Linked DNA regions of Mus musculus: region 2 is linked to region 1. Evidence: chromatin contacts called from public Hi-C data. All regions are on one chromosome and are shown on one strand. Each heading gives the region's core, a stretch centred on a gene start, on an enhancer-like site or on the middle of the called end of the contact. The rest is flanking DNA. Distances are from core to core; before and after follow the strand shown. Region 1 holds the start of 1700001D01Rik (RIKEN cDNA 1700001D01 gene). Region 2 overlaps Sh3rf1 (SH3 domain containing ring finger 1).

Evidence for each region. A called contact is a pair of places that touch in the nucleus more often than the background predicts.
Region 2: a Hi-C map of uterus shows a contact between it and region 1, with 2.2 times the contacts expected there. The contact joins the enhancer-like site here to the promoter of 1700001D01Rik in region 1. A contact is called at or near these places in 9 of 484 Hi-C or Micro-C datasets (cerebellar granule neurons, liver, nephron progenitors and 3 more), 4 of 115 datasets of contacts at active chromatin or transcription factors (cardiomyocytes, embryonic stem cells, pancreatic cancer cells and 1 more) and 2 of 9 other capture datasets (embryonic stem cells and embryonic tail).

Annotation. Positions count from the first base shown.
Region 1 is chr8:61,286,512-61,293,476 of GRCm38.p6, forward strand. It overlaps 1700001D01Rik (RIKEN cDNA 1700001D01 gene), which reads right to left and starts at 2,361. Exons shown (of 5, transcript NR_045475.1): 1 at 2,233-2,361. The region is part of intron 2 of Sh3rf1 (SH3 domain containing ring finger 1); the gene reads left to right.
Region 2 is chr8:61,387,133-61,393,914 of GRCm38.p6, forward strand. Sh3rf1 (SH3 domain containing ring finger 1) reads left to right here. Exons shown (of 12, transcript NM_021506.2): 12 at 6,537-6,782. The coding sequence ends at 6,705. Among named protein-coding and RNA genes, the nearest start is that of 5730405A17Rik, 38 kb to the right of the region's middle. Within about 2 kb of position 4,124, at least 19 of the 459 cell types and tissues checked have an H3K27ac peak or open chromatin away from gene starts, as enhancers often do. A contact at or near this core is called in uterus, where this site is marked.

The sequences.
Region 1 (6,965 bases), core at 1,111-3,610:
ATCGTGAGCCCTACCCCAGCTGCCGTAGGAAGTCGAGCTCTCTGACACCGAGGAGGCATCTACTGTTAACTGTCAGAATGTGATGTTCTTCATTCTCCACTCTTAGTGCATGAAATGCAGATCTTAGCTTGCTCTGGGTTGTTGGAGGAAAGAGATACTGTGTTATTTGGTCATAAAAGTATGCTGTTTTGATTGGGGCGGGGGGGGGGTGTGCGTGATAAAACCTTGGCAGAAAATGTGATTTAATGAAATACATGTTGGAAGTTTTGTTGATGTAGTTTGATTAAAAGAAGATGTGCACCTCAAAATTTAAGCGAAATGGTAATTAAAAAAAGAACCCTGCAGCATTTAAGACCCTTGAGCCGATGTTAAGGGGACGGAGGGGAACCACGCGGGGAATATAGTGTTACCGTTGGAGAAGCTAATTCTTTCCTGAAGAGCATGCTCTATGTGGGGTTGGTTTGTTTTGCTTTCCTGTCTCATTTGATCATCCACCGTGAAGTTTTACTTCTCCTCTGAGTTCCCTTTTCCTCAGAGCCTGTCAGGGTGAAGTAAGTTAGAGCGAGGGGACTGGAAGGTATTTTCTGAATGTCTCCCGTGTGCCAGGAGTATGCTGGCCACTCTCTGCACAACAGAGCTGTGGCCTCAAAAGTATTAATTTCCTACTTGGCAAAAGGCCACCACTCACGGTCATAGACCTCAGTCAGTGCAACCAGATCCTAAACCCTACCTGTTGAGCACCAGGGCTGTATTCTGTTTTCCGTGGGGTGTCCCTCGGTGTGTGATTTCATAGAGTCATGGAACTCTACTGGGAAGAGGGGAAGAGCCTGCCGGAGAGTGAATCTCTTCACTAGCGCTAAGAAACTCTGGAGGGTTGGAGATGTAGCTCCATTGGCAGAGTGCTTTTCTAGCCTATGTGACACACAGGGAAATGGTGGCAGAGACCTGCAATCCCAGGGATGGAGGCAGGAGGATCAGAAATTCTAGACTATACTTGGGTTTGAGGCTAGCTCAGATTCTGAGATCCTGCTTCCAAGAGGGGTGGGGGCGGGACCGGGACCAGTCATTCATTCAGGAAATCTTTTCTGTCTTTCTTCTCAAGAGCCATCTCCCTAAAGAGTTCAAGGGAATGAGCATTGCCATCTAACTATAGTCTGTTTCATTTCCCTTTTATTTATGTTGTCTTTTTGCTTGGAAAGTGTACACCTGTCCATGTTTCAGGTTCCTTTCATTGAGGGCACCATTAGCATTTCTAACGGGAAGTTCACCAAACTTTACCTGAGGTGCAGAGTTTAAATCTTCCGATGGTAACACAGCTAAGTGATTCAAAAGGGCTAGGCTTCCCTTTTGCTGGAAACTGTTTCATGCTGTTGGTAGACGAAATTATTATTGTGGTTGTTTTTGTAGAAACAGACAGTTACCCAGGCATGGAATTATCGGATACTCTGGTTTCTGAAGGTGGATATTTACTTCCATTGTACTTTCAGAGGCTCAGACAATTGTGACTATGCTTTAAACCCAAATAATAATTATAAACAGGCTGGAAACTGAAGACTTTGATTCATTTTAATTTATTCTTTAGAAGGAGCTACAGATGAGACGGTACACTGAAATAGGACTGCCCGGCCTGGGCTTGAGTTCTCCTCCACACAGAGACCTACTGTTTAAGGCTGCTAAATGTGTACTCTATTTGCCTGGGTGTGTGGGCACAAGAGAAATAGAGAGGGCAAGAATCGAGGTTGATCTTGTGCCAGAAACCAGATCTCTGCTGAGGTTAGTAAGCACTGAACTGAAGCATCGGGTAAAGAAACGGTTCTTGTTAGGGTCCAGACACGAGTGCTAGTCCTGTCTCAGCATGAAGGACACTGTTTTGCACGAAGTAGCCCCCAACCCCCAGGCTTTGCAGAGTGAAGACAGAGATACCATCCATCCCGGCTCTTTGTTTGGGGAGTCAGAGAAGTCCTGGTGGACCCTCACTGTGTTTGCTTTGAGTTGGCGTTGGTCCCGTGCCAGGCTATGTATGCATCTGATATGCATCGTCTCATTGAATTCTCCCAGTGACCTTATGAGATGCCTTTTCATTTTTGAGACGGGCAAACCAGACCTGGAGAACATTGGCTACTATGTAACTCACAGCCAGTGGAGCCGGGCCCTGAACCCAAATTGATCTTAACCATTAGTGGCATTTGCAGTTTTGACCAGGATCCTGGCCACTCGGTTTTCCCCACTTGCCTGCAGTGATGGATGGAGAGCGTTGAACTTGAGACCTCGTCCTGAGCACTCGGAACAGTAAGCTTTGGTGCACTTTGGAAAGAATAAAATCAACAAACTGGCTCAGCTGGGAGATGGGAGCTGTGGGAGAAGGCAGCAGTGTTTTCTCTCTGACATCACAGGAAGTTACCATGGAAATGATTATGGTATTATGAATACAAAATTATAACTTTGAGCAGGAAATAAGCTGCCCGAGGAAGCAGAACACCGAGGAACAGCAACATCGTTGTCATGAAAATGTCTTTTAGGTTTTAGATGAACAAATTTAGCAACATGAGGTCTGAATGCCTGGTCTCTTTCAACATTCCCGAAACATCAGTGTTAAATTATTCTTTTAACTCTCTTGGTTTTGTTCCTACTTTCAGGACTTGTTGAAAGTAAAACAACTCCCATGTGTGCATGTGTGTTTGTAGTTTAGCAAATATTGTTTTTTAAAGATCCTCCTTGCCTCAGCCCCCGTTAAATCCCTCCTTCAAAATGTTCCCAGTGGAGATAAACTGTTTCCTGGCCTTTCCATCAACAGATTCACTTCAGAAGGAGTTAGGGCTGGCATTTGTTAATTGCCAAGGCCAACTGTAGCAATTGGAGGGGAAGGGTAGATAATAAAAACCCAAATATAACAAGAACGTCAGTTCCCAATTTCATGATCCCCATTACTCTTTATGAAATGTAATGCTTTCCAAAAATGTTTGTTTAGAAAATGCTGATCATATTTTAAAGCTTTCCACAGGAAAGATGTTTCAGGCTGCCAGCCATCAGAAGTGGCAACGTGCTAGATTAGAGTCCACCATTTTCTTATGTTTGGAAGTGTGATGCTTTTATTTGTTTGTTTGTCTGCCTGGTTCTTTCTTGCACACGCTGAAGACAGCTGTGCTGCTCTCTTAATGGTGGGATTTTACCTTGAAAGGACCAAGTGTTCCACACAGGGACTTCATAGCTGTTCTGGTCCACTGTGCTCTAGAGCCAGGGTTGTCAACCTTCCTGATGCTGTGACCCTGTAATACAGTTCATCGTGCTGTGACGACCCCACCCCACACACCATAAAATTGTTTTGTTACTGCTTCATAACTGTAACTTTCCTACCGTTATGGATTATGAAGTAAATATTCTTAGACTATTCTGAGATCTACTGTATCTTCTCAGTCTATGAATAGGAAGAAAAAGGAAAAAGAGCATTAGCATTAGAATTTTAAAACAGCGAGTGGGTGCGGGGAGGGTAGCTCAGTGGTAGGGTTTTTGCCTGGTCTCCAGCACTGCTAGAAAAATAAATAAGAAACAATAACATAAGTCGGTAAAAGGAGCACAGATATGTCATTGAACTGGTCACAGATGAGCAGTGCATCCCATGTTGGTCATACTTAAGATCCATGAATGGTAATGTAGGTTATATTTGAAACATACAATATGCTTCTACATCTGGGAAGCTACCGTTCAATTTCAGATCATCACCGATATCTGACATCACCGTCCTCTTTCTCCCATCCTTTGCCAGCTTGTGTTTATCATTTATTTGTCCCGTAAAAAGTTTATAGTCCGTTGTATAAGTGTGAAAAGTGTTTAAAAACAGTAACGCTAGCTGTTCCTATTTTTACAAAGTCCATTGTTATGTTTCCAATTTATCTGTGTTGCAGTGAGCATGGTTCCTGCCTACTGATGCATACATTTCTCTAACAACCTTTACTTTCATTTGTGGATTGTTTGGAAATGATTTACAGTTTCCCAACATATGGGAACCTAAAACGTCTTTTTGTATTATTGTTTTTTTTTTTAATTGCTTTGTGATTAAAGGACTTGGTCTATATATTATCTATTTTTGGAAACCCATTGAGAATTTTGTGGCTTACTGTATATTACGTTTAGAAAGTACATGCATGAAAATTATATTAAAGTTATATATGGCACAAGCCTGTAATCCTGGAACTCAGAAGGCTGAGGCAGGAGGATTGCTGCAAGTTCATGGCTAGCCTGGGGAATCTAGTGGGTTCCTGGCCATCCTGGGCTACAGTGTGAAACTTTGTCTCCAAAAAACAAAACAGAAAGCAAGAAGTAAAGAGAGAGGACATCTGATGCACTTCACATCCTCCCCTCAAGCATGGCTTAGAACCTCCGACTACTGATGGGTTTATTTCTTCCCTCGGTGTTTTTAATTAAACTTTGCTATGTACATAGAAAGCTGACGTTTTTGGTTTCTCTGTGTAGCTCAGGCTAAGGTGGAACTCACTATTAGACAAGGCTGGCTTGGAGAAGAGATTCTCCTGCTTTAGGCCCCTAAGTGCTGGGACCACAGGTACATGCTGCCACACCTGGCCTCCTAGAACTATGCATAACAGAATGATAGTTTTCAGTTACAATCTTAATCTTTCTCCTCTCTTCTCCTCTCCCCTCCCCTCCCCTCCCCTCCCCTCCCCTCCCCTCCCTTCCCCTCCCCTCTCTCTTTCTCTCTTCCTGAATGGAGTGAAACCTAACCTACTAACTAAATGATAATAATGAATGTTGGACTTTATTAGGTTCTTCCTATGCTGGGTTTTTTCTTGATGTCTATGTTTTAGATGAGTTTCTTGCAACTATGATATTGCTGATTTTATTGACATGCTTTTAAAATACATTCTTATCTGATATTTAACTGGCAGATTAGTTTACAATTGTTCTATTATTATCTTTATCACCACCACCACCACCACCACCACCACCACCACCACCACCACCACGATGGAGTCAGGATCTCACTATGTAGCTCTAGCGGGACTGGAACCAGTCTGGCCTCAGATCCACAGACATGCCTGCCTCCTGAGGGATTAAAGGCCTGCTCCACTACACTGATTATTCATTGGCTTGATGCTGGTACTGTCACCTTCTGCTCTCACCTCTGTGTCCATCATCAGGTTCATTTTTTTCAATTGCTGGGACATTTAGAAGCTTTAGTAAGTGCTCCTAACTGCATTTGTTTTTCTGTTGTTGTGTTATTGTTGTTGGGTTTTTTCCCTCCTCCTCTTCCTCCTCCTCTTCCGGTGACTTTAAAGTGCTTTTATTTTATACTTTCTTCATTCCTTTAGGTAGATGGAGACTTCCATCTTGTACCTGTTCCCTCTGGTTTTGAATTTTCCCTTGCACACTTTCTGTGACTCTGTAAGCATTGCAAACCACTCTCTTCATCTGGTCCAATCGTCTTTTCTTCCTCTTTGTTTTGGAAAGCTATTTTATCTGGGTATAGAATCTCTGTTTGACAGGTTTATTTTTTTTCCTCAGTATTTCTGACAAGAAATTAGTCATTCCCCTTTCTTCTTCTTTATATAACATCTTTCCTACCCTATGACTGGTTTTATTTTAAGAACTGTTTTTTTTTAACTTTTTATTAATTCTTTGTGACTTTCACATCATGCACCCCAGTCCTGCTCTTCTCCCCTCCCCCTCATATCTGCCATTCAGCCTTGCAACCTTCCCCCTAAAATAACACAAAGCAACAACAACAACACAGCATAGAAAACGTCTCCTCACGGAAGTTGTAGCGTGTCCCACAATATATATACTCTGTCCACACATCTTCACTTGCAAATGTTCATTGCAGTGAGCCATTGGTCTGGCTTCTGTGACACCATCAATATTGGATCCTCACCGAGACTCCTCCCACTTATCCTGTTGTTGCCCTCTGTCACGGAGATCCTGCCGCTTTAGGACAGCAGGATTGGCCCTTTCAAGCACCCCAACTGTGTTTGGAGGTGATTTAGACTTTTGAAGTGGACCAATTCGGAGCCCTGAATCTGGGCCTCGGTGGTAGTTGAGCTATTCAGCCCACCGGCTCTCCCTCATCCAAAACACCAGGCAAGCTCTCAAGCAGTGCTCCCAATACACTACCCAATGCCGCCTTCAGCAGTGCTGCCGCCCGCCCGTGAGGGATGGGGCCAGCTTTCCAGAGCTCCTCATCTAGTGAGGGGTTGGGGCCCCTGGACATCCACGTGGTCCCCAATAGCTTCCCCCACCAGGGACATCCCCATGTTCTCTATATGAGCCACACACATCAACCTCTGCTGCTGCATAGCAGTGGACTCAGACATGGCCCTCAGTGGCTATTCATGGTGGGACCTCAACACAGCCCAGGCGATGTGGCTGGCCACTCACAACAGCCTCCTCCTCTACATCCTGAGTCTTCACTTCCATCTCTTCATACTGTTCAAGCTGCTCCACTTCACTTTCTCACCCATCTGTCCACCACATACTCGCACACTGTGGTGCTCCTTCCGCAGGCTGGCCACACGGCTGGAGGGCCACTGGGTGAGATCTTCTATCTGTGCTGTGTAGTGTGGCGGCAAGTAGGTGTCTATGGCTTTCCTGTACCCTTCTCTGGAGGGCATGTCTGTGGATAGCATGGCAGTTCACAGGTCTCTGTCTTCCCCCTCCCTCACTGCGATGCCTGGATTTGATTTGACTAGATTTTTATGAGCTCTAAGCATAAGATAGCTTTGACTACCAACCCAGGCATCAAGCTACAATGAACAAAGGACTGCCACCTGCTCTACCTTTGACTGATATAAGAACACCAACACCACCCAGGTATCTCTCTGTCCGTTTCCAGTCTTCCTCCACTCTCGGGTGTCCACCGAAGGCAAGAGTCTCGAGACTCACATATGGTTAGTGCATTCCCATGTAACTGGGACCCAGCCGGAGGTATGACCTGGACTGGTGTATGCCATTTGCTG
Region 2 (6,782 bases), core at 2,874-5,373, 100 kb after region 1:
GAACATGAAGAATTTAATGACGGGACAGATGGACCTGGGCACTCTGGAAATCTCTGGCAGGTTTTTATATGACCATTTCAATTTTTAGGAGAGGGAAGGGGGTCCTTAGGAAAGATTTCAGCCCAACTTTATATTTTTATAATCCATATGCTCAATGGAATATTAAATGTAATAGCCAGCAACTTTCCACTGCCCTTTGCCTTCACACAGCGATGGTAATGGTATTTATTTAACGTGGATGCTTAAGTCCACCTGACTGTAAAAAACAATGGGAAACTGTGTAGGAAAGCCATCCATTATCCCCTGAGGATGAAGGGTTTTGGTTAATAGAGAGCTAGCAAGCATGTCATTAAGGGATTACCTGTTTGCATATTTCAAAACTTCCAACACAAGGAGAAGCACTTAGAGCCTCAGATGGAGGAAGTGTGATTCCGAAAGCACTTGAAGTGTTGAGTCCCTTCACCCACAGGCTACAGAGCAGCAGCACTGGCCCTGGCCAAGTGCAGCAGCCCTGGGTTTGTCCTATGGGACTCGGAGAGATTTTCATGCAAGCAAGTCTCAGAGCTTAGTGCTAAGACAGATTGAGCCCACATCCATCTGCAGAGTGCAGCAGGAACAAGTGAAAAGTCCCCTGTCCAGCCACAGCCCGAAGTCCTCCATCGCCAGAAGGTGGGGGTGGGGCTAAAGGTTTTTTAAAAAAAAAGTGCTGTCAGTGGAAAGGAGCAGTCACGTGATGTGGAGAGGCACAGTCTCATAATGAGGAAGGATGGACCTTGAAGTGTGTTGACAGGTCCTGGTGTCAGCTGAGAGAAATTCTCCCGGGGAACAAAGGGATTCTTTTGTGTTTGTGGGAGAGACTGCGCAGAAAACAAGCAAGAAATAGCCTCATCTCCTGGAGGCAGAGGCTGTCTAATTGATGACAGCAGAAATAATAGAACAAATATTGTTAGGATCTGTTTTAGAAGGATGGAGGAAAAATAATTTGGAAATTGCAAGGTAGGAAGAAACAGTTTCAGAAGAGACAGAAAATAAAAGTATGTTTGACAGTTTTCTCACACACACACACACAGATGCGCACACGTGCACACACGCACACCTGCACACGCGTGTGCCCACATGGCTTAGGAAGGGGTCACAAGTCACCTTTTCCTCTATGTATTTTTAAGTTTAGGAATTAAAGCAATAGATACATAGCCTACAATGGAAAAGAATGGTGGTCTTTGATAAGGGATTAAACTAGCATACTCAGGAATATTCCAATTGGATAGTGGTAGATTTGCAGAAAGGCAGTCGGGCTTAAACAGCATGATTAATTTCTTTGAGTCGGTGACAATGAGTCCACTGGGTGAAGCAATGGACATAATTTATTTGGACTTTGCACGTGCTACGAAGCCAGCTAGTATGGTTTTGCCAGCAAAATACGTAATTGGATATTTGATTGCTGTGGTAAGTGACAGGAAGCAGGGAATGCTTAGTCGCTGGGACCAGGTTAAGAGAGTGCTTCTCAGGGTCACAGGGACACTCGTTACGGTTATATGAAGTGAGATTAAAAATGACAACATGTGAACCAGAGAGATACCAGTCAAGTCAGGCGGGGAAATGTAAGAAATAGAAAACTTTATGGTATCAGAACATTGTCAAAGCCTGTCCAGGTGGGAGTTAGAATGCCCATGACCCACTCTGGAAGGCGGGCACTGTCTATAGGGTGCCTTCTTCATACCACAATGGGAGTCTGTTTCTCCTGCTCCATTCTTGTGCCTGTCATAGTCAACCTTGAGGTAGAAGCTCATTTAGAGCTGAAGCGAGCCACACCCAACAACCAGAATTCTGGTCATCCCTTCTCTCTTCTCTCCCTTTCCTCTGGCTCCCTCCCCCTACGTACATGCACTCTACCCCTGCTCTCTTGCACCTTCTCAATCACTTTCTCTGGGTCTCCCGTGTTTTAAATAATATTTCCATTATTTTCAGTTATTTAATCATCTCATTTTTTTAGTTGTTTAAATATAGTTAACCCACAGCCAGATATAATGCAGAGCGTGAGAGATCTTAGAACACTCAGTCCTGACTGGGATGTCACCATCAAATCCCTCCCCTCAGGGCTCAGGGAACCCTGCAGAAAAGGTGGCAGAAGGAGTGTAAAAGCCAGAGGGGATGGAGAACAGGCGAGAACCAGGCCCTCTAAAGCTACCTGAGGTAAAGAGACTGAGGCAGCATGCACAGGCCTGCATGGTCTACACCAGGCCCTCCGTGTGCATCTTATGGCTTCCAGTTTAGTGGTTTGGGGTTTGTTTTGTTTTGTTGTTTTGAGAGATTTATTTTATGTGTATGAGTATACTATAGCTGTCTTAAGACACACTAGAAGAGGGTATCAGATCCCATTATAGACAACTGGTTGTGAGTCACCTTGTGGTTGCTGGGAATTGAACTCAGGACCTCTGGAAGAGCAGTCAATGCTGTCAACCACTGAGTCATCTCTCCAGCCCCCCAGTTTAGTGTTTTTTTGATAGGATTCCTGAGTGTGCAAACCAGTGGGTCTCTGATTTGTGTGCCTTCTCTTGGAGCCTTTTCTGTCTATTTGTCTTTTCCAACTCCCATATTACAGTTTTTGTTTCCTCTCACTGTTTTATTTTGCTGTGTTGTATCAGGATCCCTTAGAAGCCTTTTCTAACGAGAGGCAGAAGTGGGATGGGTGGGAATGAGAGGTGTCGAGGGAAGGAGCCGGGACAGTAGAGGAGGGGAACTAGAGTCAGGATATATCATGTGAGAATGCAATCTCTTTTCAATGGAAGGAAGACTAAAATCTAGTTAAAACTCACCCCTATTCAAAGGTACAGTCCACTGGCTCTGGGTGCCTTTACATTGATCGTGTGTCAGTGTCCGTCTCTAGAATGTCTTCTGCATCTTCTGTACAGGAAGACCACATCATTCACAGCTGCTTTCTTCCCATTTCTGTGGCCCCTGAAGTCTGTTCTCCTTTCTCTACACAGTGGTTTCATATCAGTGGAGTCCTAGAGCACCTTTCCTTCTTCGTCTGACTTTTTTCTCTTAGCATGATGCTTTCCGGATCCCTCCATGTTGTAGCATGTATTAGAATTTCAGTGACTTTTTTTTTTTTTAAGAACATTACACATTTTAAAAAATGCTTACTGAGTGGTTAGGTCTCACTCATTCAATGTGCTTAATAAGAATCATCTTATGTTCTGCCTTTGGTCACATGAGGCGGAGAGAGTTAATTCAACATTATCCACGAGTCGAAAATAAACGAGACAGCAACACAGATGGTAAAAATACAGTATGGACCGTGCTAAGTGCCGTGAGAAACACACACACGGCCCTCTGCGGGTCAGTCAAGCGTAAAATTACTTCCAGCTATGGGGCTAGAGGTTTCCCAGGGGAGATTTTGAGCCAGGTCTTGAGAGATTGATAGGGCGTGGATGAGCAGCGATATTGTGAGAGAGATTCCCCATGCAAGGAGCTGCAGGAGCCAATATGTGGAGGAGGAGGAGAAGTGGGGCTATGTTTGAAGAGACATGGGCAGGCTTCTTGGGGTGGGGTGGGGTGGGGGTGGGGTGTTTGCGATGACGATGGCTGCTATAGCTATAAAGCAGGATTATGGCCAGATCATTGAGGGCTTTGTGTAGCAGTGTGAGGATTAACCTTACAGACACTGAGAGCCCGCTAATGGTTTTTCACAATGGGTACCTACAGGTGGCATGACTTAATATAAATATTTGAGTTGTGCATGGAATGGATTGGGGACTGGAGGAAGTATAATACAAGAAGGGGGTGGGGCATAGTTAGCCCGTCAGCCAGATGACAGCGAAGGAGACCAATGGGGGTGCAGCTTTTGGAGGTGGCTCAGCAGGTGCCACAGAAGGTGCAGAATGTAGCTCAAGTTCAAGACGTTCAGAAGTGCCCGGGAACCCGATTCACACAAGGGCGAGCATGAGCCAGTAAGGCAGAGGGCTGGGCGGCAGGTGTGAGGGCCTTTGCAGCTGCGTATGACATCTGCTTGTGGATGTCTGTAAAGACTCTGCTTGGCAGGGCTTTTGCGTGCCTGAGTTCGCTGGGCTGTCCTGCCAGCATTTGGAGCTATGTGACAAAGTCTCAGTACAAACCGCTCCGTGAGGCTCAAGGCCAGGGCCCGAGCTGGAAGGCCTCTAAGTGGAGTTCCTCGGTGCCGACACCTGGCAGTCCTCACATGACGCACAGCATGTCACAGTTTCCATTCTGCACATGGCTTCTCACTCCACCACTCCACTCCCCCTCGAGGTCTATAACTTAGCAATGAAAATTTGTTCCCACTGGTAACTTGGCGGGAAGATTATGTTCTTAGCCCAGCAGCCACTCCAGTGCTGAATTTTCGGACAAAATTGGTTTAGTGCGTTTTTATAAAATGCAAATATTAATCTAATTCCCTTAAAGTTTTTAAACTTGTCTTGTTCCATTTTACCTTAAAGCGGCTTACAGGCTGCCAGTCAGCAACGCATCTCGTGAGAGATCTACACAGAATATGCTTTCCGTCAGTGGTATATTTCCCCCCAGAACTGCACAGCTTTGCTTAAATGTTAACTCGCCCCTAATGGCAACTACATCATTGTGTTTTATGTGGACTTTTGGCCTGTTGGCATCAGACCTGAGAAATCACATCTGGGTTCTTCTTTTAGATCACTGCACGATGAAGTTGTTAGTTTGCTTTTAAAGTTGTCAGTGAAAGGGTTCCAAAACTCTATGTCATTCTAAAGTGTGGGAACTCCCAGTGTCAGGACGTTCTTTAGCTTGTGGCCTGAGTTCATCTGTTAGTTAGGGACTAGCCCGCTTCTTAAAATTCCCCTCCCTGAAGTACCAGACCCCAGCATGCTCAAGGAAGCCCTATGCTTGAAGTGGCTCACATTCTGGGGTTGAACTGTACGTGTCGCTGTACCAAGAATGCCACTCTTTTGACCTCATTGTGCTACTTATAAAATAGATTGTCTAACTCATTGAAGTCCCATTCTCCAGGGGAGGAGACTGAGGCAGTGTTAGCTGGCTCAAAGTTAAGGTGCTCTGAGTGACCATAAGACTGTGTCAGTTCCCCTTCACCCACAGTGCCTCTCCACTCCTTCCTGCTCTGCATTTGACGACCTTATCTGTAAACTCATGTCTGAGTTGGCTGAACCTTTCTTGGAAAGGATAAACGGACCCAGCGCTATGCTTTTGCTGCAGACCTGGGAGGGTAGATTGGTACCCATGCCCTAGAGAGCAGAGTAATTGTTGGACAGCTACTTAGCTTTTGTGAAAAGTGAGCCCACTTGCTGTGGTCCTCAATAATGTGGTGGGTTCTGGGTTTTTATGGAATGGGGATTCAAGAGAGAACCAGGCTATACAGATGCTAGCAGGCCTGGTTTTAACGCAGCTCCTTCACATTATTGTTGACTAGTTTGGGGAAGACACTTTAGACCCTCACATGGTGCCTGATTAGGAGTGTCCAGTGGCCTCACCCATGCCAACTGATTGTCCCCGTCCTCAGTCACCTGGCCTCAGAAGTCACAGTCACTTTTGTACTATTTCTTTATCACACGGGGCATTGTAGAAGAAAACTGTGCATGTATGAGACTAGCAGAGGCAGGGATAGCTAGAAGATGGCTACCAAACACCAACAACAACCACCGCTTTGATTGGAAAGAGCAAGGCAGAGGAAAGAGAGAGATAATATCCAGTAGAGAAAAGACTGGGTCGGGAGACCCAAAATAAGTCACCCCTGCCTGACTTCCTTAGCTGCTAATCATAACCCTGCCTTAGAGACCAAGGCATAGGGGCACGGGGTTAAGTGATGGTAATCCACAAGGCTGCTGGGCAGTTAGGTACTAGCTACGCTTCTTCCCACTCACATCTGCCTTGAGAACTAAGGGCAAGCGAATAGATAAGACACAAGGAGATTGGAGTGTCAGCATCATTGCTGGCCGTGGTGGGCAGAATTGAGCCCACAGTTCTCTCATTTCTGTGTAGACCTTGGGACCTCTTCCCAATGCAAGACTTGCCTATGTAAAGGCAGGCAGGCACTGCCTCCTGAATATCAAACCCAGAGTAAGGGATACCGAAGACAGTCCTCCAGATCTGCCCCAGGCAGCAGACCTGACACCTCACCTCGCCCAGCTCAGTACACTGCCTGCAAGAAGTCTTGGCTTGCTCAGCTGTTTGTCCTGGTCTCAGAAATCAAATCTACTTGTCTCTTCCTGGAGTAGAGGGTAGGACAGGAATGGTTTCCCTATTAAGAATCCACACAACACATATCCTTAGGTATAGCTAAAATACAAATACTGAAGGCAGACAAAAATGTCTCTCCCTGTGGAGGTCACTCACAAACACCAGTTTGGCCCTCGTTAGTGGATGAAGATGAATACCCAGCTCAGGCTTGGCTAAAGAGAATTGCTGGATTTTGAGTTGCGCAAAGCCTTGTGAATGGCTGTGTGAGTTCTATCGGTGCCGAGGCACGCTGTGAAGTGACGGTGCACCGTTTTTATTGCTGACCTGAAGAGTCTGCTTCTCTCGCACAGGCACAGGGTGGTGGTTTCCTACCCTCCTCAGAGTGAGGCCGAACTTGAACTCAAGGAAGGAGATATTGTGTTTGTTCATAAGAAACGAGAGGACGGCTGGTTCAAAGGCACGTTACAGAGGAATGGGAAGACTGGCCTTTTCCCAGGGAGCTTTGTGGAAAACATCTGAGAAGACGGGACACGGAGAAAGCTTATCATCACACCACGTGTGACTAAAGAGCACAAAGCAGTTTCATAGAAAGAGCA